Linked DNA regions of Mus musculus: region 1 is linked to region 2. The links are chromatin contacts, called in public Hi-C maps. All regions are on one chromosome and are shown on one strand. Each heading gives the region's core, a stretch centred on a gene start, on an enhancer-like site or on the middle of the called end of the contact. The rest is flanking DNA. Distances are from core to core; before and after follow the strand shown.

Region 1 (3,245 bases), core at 662-3,161, 590 kb after region 2:
GTGTTTGAATGGTCTTTTCAGGTTAAATGCCTATCAAAATGTAAATAGATGATTTCTTCTCCAGCAAGATGAGATCGGGTTTTTAACCTGGCCAATTGCCCATATAAACAATCTTTAATATTATTTGGTCATCTTTTGGTAATTAAAATGGCATATCACAACCACTTTAAATTTATATCCATGTGACAAGAAAGTTATTTAAGGCGTAACTGTGGATAGAGGAAATGTCTCTTTAACAGATTCTTTCAGGAATGCATCTAACAGGAAGCAAAGGTTTTCAACGGCACATAAAAACAAGAAGCAGTTGAACAGCGCCACCCAGAGGTAAGAAGTATATTACATCCAGAGATGATATCGCGAACCTTACACTCACTCAGCCGTCCTTACAGCCACTTCCAGATGTTTCTCTAGTAATATATCAGACATTGCTGGCTCCTGGGTCTGTATTGAAATCTAACATTTTAGTAAGTAAAATTAAATGTTTTGCTGTAGAAAAGGTGCTTTATTTCTGCTTGTTAATTCCTGTCTTTTGAAACAATAAGCACAGGTTGAATAAGAGGCAACACGCCTTCCAGAAATGCAGATAGTTCACCCACCTTTCTTTAAGTAAACGAAATTATTAGGAAAGCCCATTTTAAAAGAATCACTCTGTCCCTACTCCACTATTTCCATACACCCCTAATTACTTTTCTGTCTGGGTTTGTTGAACTAATGCATATTTCTGAACCAAGATTATATACCATTGGAAGAGATCTTAAGAAATCCATTGAAAGCCTGCCATCAGCACCATAAAAAGAGGATTACATACATAAGAACCCTGGGCAAGTACAAAAAAAGGTACTTTTATTATTATTTTACAGGAACTATAAATTTGACTTTTAAAAAAATCTTATTTTGTGCTCAGGATATGGTGCAGGCAAAACACCAGACACACAAAGATACCTTTAAATTTTTTAAGAGTTATTTTGGCCGAAATCAAAATGAGCTTGCCGATCTGTAATTACAGAATCGGGGTACCCTTGAACCCAAGACAGAGATGCTGCTGCATTGAGCTACACTACAGGAAAAAGGCCTCGTGTTCCCCCACCGCCTTCAGCCAGCTCAGATAAACCAGCACAGGCAAGCTTTGCAGAAACGCGTAGAACCGGTCTCAGGGTTGCTCCTAAGCAGAGTTGTACGCGTGCGTGCGGGGTAACCCAGGGCTTTGGAGGCCCTGCGTGCGGGGTCTGTAACTGCGTTGCCATAGCTATCTGTCACGCGTTCCTGTCAAGACTCCCGGCTGCTGCTTTCTAATCGCCTGAGAAGCAGCCTTCCTGTGACAAGAATCAGGCTCCTCCGTTCTGATCTGCATCTTTAGCCTAACAATGAGAAATGGGTTTCCATAAACTTAAAAGAGGCAAAGAAATGATGCCAAAGCCATTACTTGCTGCTTCGGATTGGAAGGAAGACACCTGTCCCTTTTTAGACCAGTAATAAAGGATAAAACTATGACAAAGCCGTCAGCGTTTCATCTGGAAAATAAAGGGAATCAGCTGGCGCTCTCCTAAAGAAAAACAAAATGCCTTCCCCTCCCACTCTGAAATCTGCATCAGAATCTAGCCTCGATTTCACGTTGTGCTCAACCTTACAACATGAGAGAAAATTATACTGTCATGAAAACCAGTGCAGAAGGATCTCGTTCTTTTTAATGCTCCCCTCGTGTCTTTATCCCTTTCCTCTAAATAGCCATGGCATTGTCCACCTCAGTGTTTTGGTTTGAAGCCGCTTCAGGGGCTTCTGGTTTTGCAGCCTGCGGTTTGAGGTTGATCAGGCTGCAAGCTGCAGCTGTGGGAACCCCAGGCTTAAGGCATTTGGAGTTGGTCTTGGGCAAGCTGCCTCACCAGGGATAGCACAGCGCTCCCTAGCCTGGTTTAGAAAACCCACAGCATTACAGCGAAGGCCCATGCGCGCCACCTAGTGGACACGATCTGCCTGGGGTGTCATCAAGACATGGTGGGTTATATAAAAATCTGCAACCCCTATAGTTCGCCAATAAATACACTTTTCTTCATACTATAGTCAAACCGACGAGGAAGGGGACATATTTTAAAAGAAAGTGTCAAATGCATTAACTCACAAAAGCTTCAAGACTGTCTTTTCAAATATAAATATTATTCAGCCCTTCCTTTGGGGCTCAGGAAACCCGGAGGGGAAGAGGAGGCAAAAAGAGCCAGAGGGGTGGAAGATACCAAGGAAACAAGACTTTTAAACACAACAGGACTGGTGCACATATGAACTCCCAGAGATGGAGGTAGCACGCGGGGCGGGGCGGGGGGGGGGGGGTGTCCTGCACCAGATGCAGATGAAAGGAGGAGAGGACACACTCCACAGTGCTAATCCAGAAACTCTCTCCAATCTATAACCACTTGGAAATGAAAATTTTGTTTTCTCCAAGGAAGTCTCACTGGAGAAACAAACCACTCTTAAGGGCAGGCTGCAGTGCCCAACAGGAGAGGCCGACTGAAAAGGAACCCAGTGGTGACTTTAAGGTTCCTTGTCTCCTAACTCCTTACGTCAGAGCTTTTTTATTAAAATAAATAAATAAATACACCGGGTAGTGGTGGTGCAAGAAAAAGTTACTGTTATTTTATTACAATTAGTTTTACTTTATAGGTTTTGTGTATACACCATGGATTCCAGGTTTGCGGTTTTATGGGTGTGCCAAGAAGTGAGTCTCTTTGTCTGCAGCTGATTCTTGTGCCTTTTCTTGAGTTCTTGTGCCTTCTGTTTGTTTGTTTTGTTAGATTCTGATTTGTTTTTGTTTTATCTCATTATATTTTATTATTATCCCTTAGAAGCCTGTTTGTTTTCTAAGGAAAGACAGAAAGGGAGTGGACCTCAGTGGGAGGGGAGGAGAGGGGAGGGGAAAACTGAGAGAAATAGAGAGGGAGGGGACCACAACCAGAATACAGTGTATGAAAACTCTATCTTCAATAAGATTGTGTGTGCGTGCATTCGTGTGTGTGTGCGTGTGTGTGTGTGTGTGTGTGTGTGTGTGTGTGGTCTGTGTGTGTGTGCATGTGTGTGTGTCTGTGTGTGTGTGCATGTGTGTGTGTCTGTGTGTGTGTGTGTGTGTATTTGATATATATACATATACATCAAATATCAAAATGCTGTGTTACTTTTACCTTTATGGAGAAAGGGGAAGGTTCGTATTGACTGGCATGCATGAAGGCCCTGGGTTTGAGTCTCAGCAATGCACAGTC
Region 2 (3,298 bases), core at 369-2,868:
TTCATTTACTAGCAAATCACCAATGACATCTGGAAATGGTGACTAACCTAAAGAAAACACTTTGCCACCTTAAAGCTCAAACCCCAGGCTGTTCTCCCCATTTCCAGACTGAGAGGAGCAGAAGTGACAACTTGCCAGAGGCCCTCATCTCAGGATCGCACCCAGACTTCCTTTGTGAGTGATATGAACACTATCAGTCAGCTGGATGCCCCTATTTGCAGATTCAGGCCAGCAGCAGACAGATGTAGGCTTTACAGGACTGACTGGGGTGGGACAGGAGTGATAAGACAGGAGTATGGCCATGACCTGGAGCTTGTTCTGAGTTTTAACAGGAAAGATTTCCCTGTGTTCTGTGTTCCTTACCTGAGCCTGTGATCAGGGTATCTTCCAGAGAGCTTAGCTCTCCACAGATGAGAGGGGGGGGGGAGGGAGAGGAGAGGAGAGGAGAGGAGAGGAGAGGAGAGGAGAGGAGAGGAGAGGAGAGGAGAGGAGAGGAGAGGAGAGGAGAGGAGAGGAGAGGAGAGGAGAAAGAATTGCCCCTTCCTTAAGGCAGAAGGCACCCTGGCAGTCTAGAGCAGACATTTTGTATTGTCATCACTGTAGGTGTTTCTGTCTTCTGTTTGAATAAGGGCTTCTCTGCCCAGTTGACTACTACCCACATATTCCCTTGAGGCTAGCTTTGGGATTTTATACCCTTTATCCTGTTTCTGTCCCCAACAACATGAAAGGTGAAGTGGCCTCAGGTGCTGGACCATGTTGTCAGGGCCTCTGCATCTGTCTTTCAGCTGGGGCTGGGATGTGGGCCTGACAGGAAGCACACAGACCAGGCAATAGGAATGCCAGGTGCAAGAACTAAACTCCCTCAGACTGCATGAGGGGAAAGGACACCTGAAAGCTGAGGCTTTCTCTACTCAACAGTTCCTCTCCCCCAGGCTCACCCTACCCAAAAGCTGATGGCTAGCACTGACTCTGGTGGCTCCGGGTGCTTTGGCTCACCAGGCAGTGCGGCTCCCTCCCAAAGCTGTCTTGGTCTCCACTCAAGACCAAGGTGGTCTGGTAGGGGCTTTTCCTGTCTCCCCAAATGATGCCCACGTTGCTGTTCTGGTCCAAGGTCGGGAAAGAAGACCCCAGGAAAGAACAGTGATTCCACCCTCAACTCAGAGGGTGAATGTGTTCAGAGGTCACACACACTCCCCAGATGTGAGAGCAGACAGGAACGGCAACACATAAGAAGGATCCGAGAACTCGTAAATATGAACAACTACCACAAATAAAATCTACCAGCCTGTTACTCCCGGGAAACTGACTGCTTGTAGATCAGAGAAATGCTGCTCCGGGGTTTCCCATGCCTAACCGCAGCATCACCCGGGGACGATTCAGAAAGTGACCCAGGCCAAATGCGAGTGTCAGTCTTTGGTAAAATTTGATACTCCTCAAGTAACTCTGGTTAAGGCAAGAACAGACTCTTCAAATCAGTGCTCCTGCCCTGTGAAAACGACTCGACTTGGTGGGGGGGGGGGGGGGCAAACTTGAAAGGATGCAGCCCAGATGTTAATTTTAAGATCCTCTGGGCCCAACACAGCTGTGGCCTCCAAACTGTTTTGGGATGGAGTCCGGCCACACCCACAGCTGCAGCCGAGCAGTGCAATTTGAAACTCCCCCAGGGCCAACTGCTGTGAAAAGAGCAGTTTTATTACACAAAATAAAACAAAATGCCAGCTCATCTTTACAGTTTCACGGTCTGCCTCGGGGAACACAAAAAGAGTTTTATTTTTCACCTCGTGCGCACTCTGCGCCAGCCGGGTTTGTCTCGGGGCCAGTTTGGGAGGAAGATCTGGAAAGTTCTCTGCTCTGTTGTGGACTCCACTGGTGGTGGAGCTGACATTGAACTTGACTGACTACAGCTGCTCTTTCTGGGCAGTGAGGGAGCAGCATTTAACGTAGCTCTTATGGGGATGTTGCATGTGTTCACGGGAGCTGGACCTGGACCTCATGCCTGAGATACACGGTCTCCCTCGTCTCAAAGCTTTGGAGCAAGATTTTGCCTTTTAATTAAATTTTAGAAGCTTGTTAAACTAGATTTCTGCTTTTAAGAGAGCACACTTAAAAAGAAAATGATGTGCCCCCAATAATCTATAAAATTGAAATTCTGAGGCAGATATTAAAGTTTTCTACTCTAGCTGAAACACTGACAAGAGACGATGAAAGTATATTGTTTGGAGGGCTGGGAAGAGAACTCAAGAGCTACAAGCTGAACTATCGTGAGACCCGTGTTCCAATCCCCAGCACCCAGGGAAAGAGCTGAGAGTGGGGGTACATACCTATAATCTCAATGCTGGCGTCAGAGACGGGAGGATCCCTGAGGCTTGCCGGCCAGCCATCTTAGCTGAACCAGTGACCTCTAGGTTCAAAGAGAGATGCTGTTTCAAAGAATAATATAGAGAGTACCTGAGGACGATATTCAGTGTTGACCTCTGGTCTACATGTGTATACATACAGACACTATATCACACACACACACACACACACACACACACACACACAAGTATATTGTTAAATCAAGCATCAGCGTTACTAGATGAAACTACGGAAGTTAGCTAATAGCCGACTGATTTTTAGTGCAAACAGGGAAACGACCCCATGGTCTTTTTGTTTTCTCTCTGTGTCTAATGCATTGAGTCGTACACGCAATCTAGGACAGCTACATGCTTGATCTCGGTAGAGGAGAAGCCAGCCTGCACACGGGTGTGAGGGTCTCTGTGATATGAATCGGACGGAAACATGAACTAAGTTGTTTGAGCAGATGTTTTGTCTACACAATGCTGAGCGTTAAGAGGCAGATATTAAGGTTTCCTTCTTCCCGTGTAGAGACCTGGTGTCATATAGATGAAACACTCCATAGGATAAATGAAGGTCCCTCTTCTGTTCAGACGTTTTTGATATATGATATATAGAAGCAGCTGGAGAAGAGTTCAGCTCAGAATGAAGAAGCAGAAGCAGGGGAGAGGAGAAGAAAACTCAAGGACAAGGACCAGTTGCTCACATCCCTGGTAATGCAAACCCTCCAGGTAACCAAGTAGAGGGAACTTGTCACTTTCTAATGACAGACATGTTTACCAAGACCATGCACTGAATTGTCTTCCTCTCCTCCCTTAGCTCGGAACCTTTGTGCCCTGTCCTAATCTTATGCTATGCATAGTGGCTGTGGACGATTAACAAAAGGAGAAAGGGCTCCGTAATAAAGCAGACATCGACATGGAGACAGAGGGGACTCGGGGTTTCTAACTGCTGCTCTTAG

The links. A called contact is a pair of places that touch in the nucleus more often than the background predicts.
Region 1: a Hi-C map of uterus shows a contact between it and region 2, with 5 times the contacts expected there. The contact joins two enhancer-like sites. A contact is called at or near these places in 3 of 484 Hi-C or Micro-C datasets (3T3-L1-derived adipocytes and uterus) and 2 of 115 datasets of contacts at active chromatin or transcription factors (T-cell acute lymphoblastic leukemia and bone marrow-derived macrophages).

What each region holds. Positions count from the first base shown.
Region 1 is chr2:75,588,465-75,591,709 of GRCm38.p6, forward strand. All of the region lies in intron 2 of Gm50595, which reads right to left. Among named protein-coding and RNA genes, the nearest start is that of Gm39853, 23 kb to the right of the region's middle. Within about 2 kb of position 1,912, at least 17 of the 459 cell types and tissues checked have an H3K27ac peak or open chromatin away from gene starts, as enhancers often do. A contact at or near this core is called in T-cell acute lymphoblastic leukemia and uterus, where this site is marked.
Region 2 is chr2:74,998,848-75,002,145 of GRCm38.p6, forward strand. No RefSeq gene overlaps it. Among named protein-coding and RNA genes, the nearest start is that of Gm46748, 61 kb to the right of the region's middle. Within about 2 kb of position 1,619, at least 46 of the 459 cell types and tissues checked have an H3K27ac peak or open chromatin away from gene starts, as enhancers often do. A contact at or near this core is called in T-cell acute lymphoblastic leukemia and uterus, where this site is marked.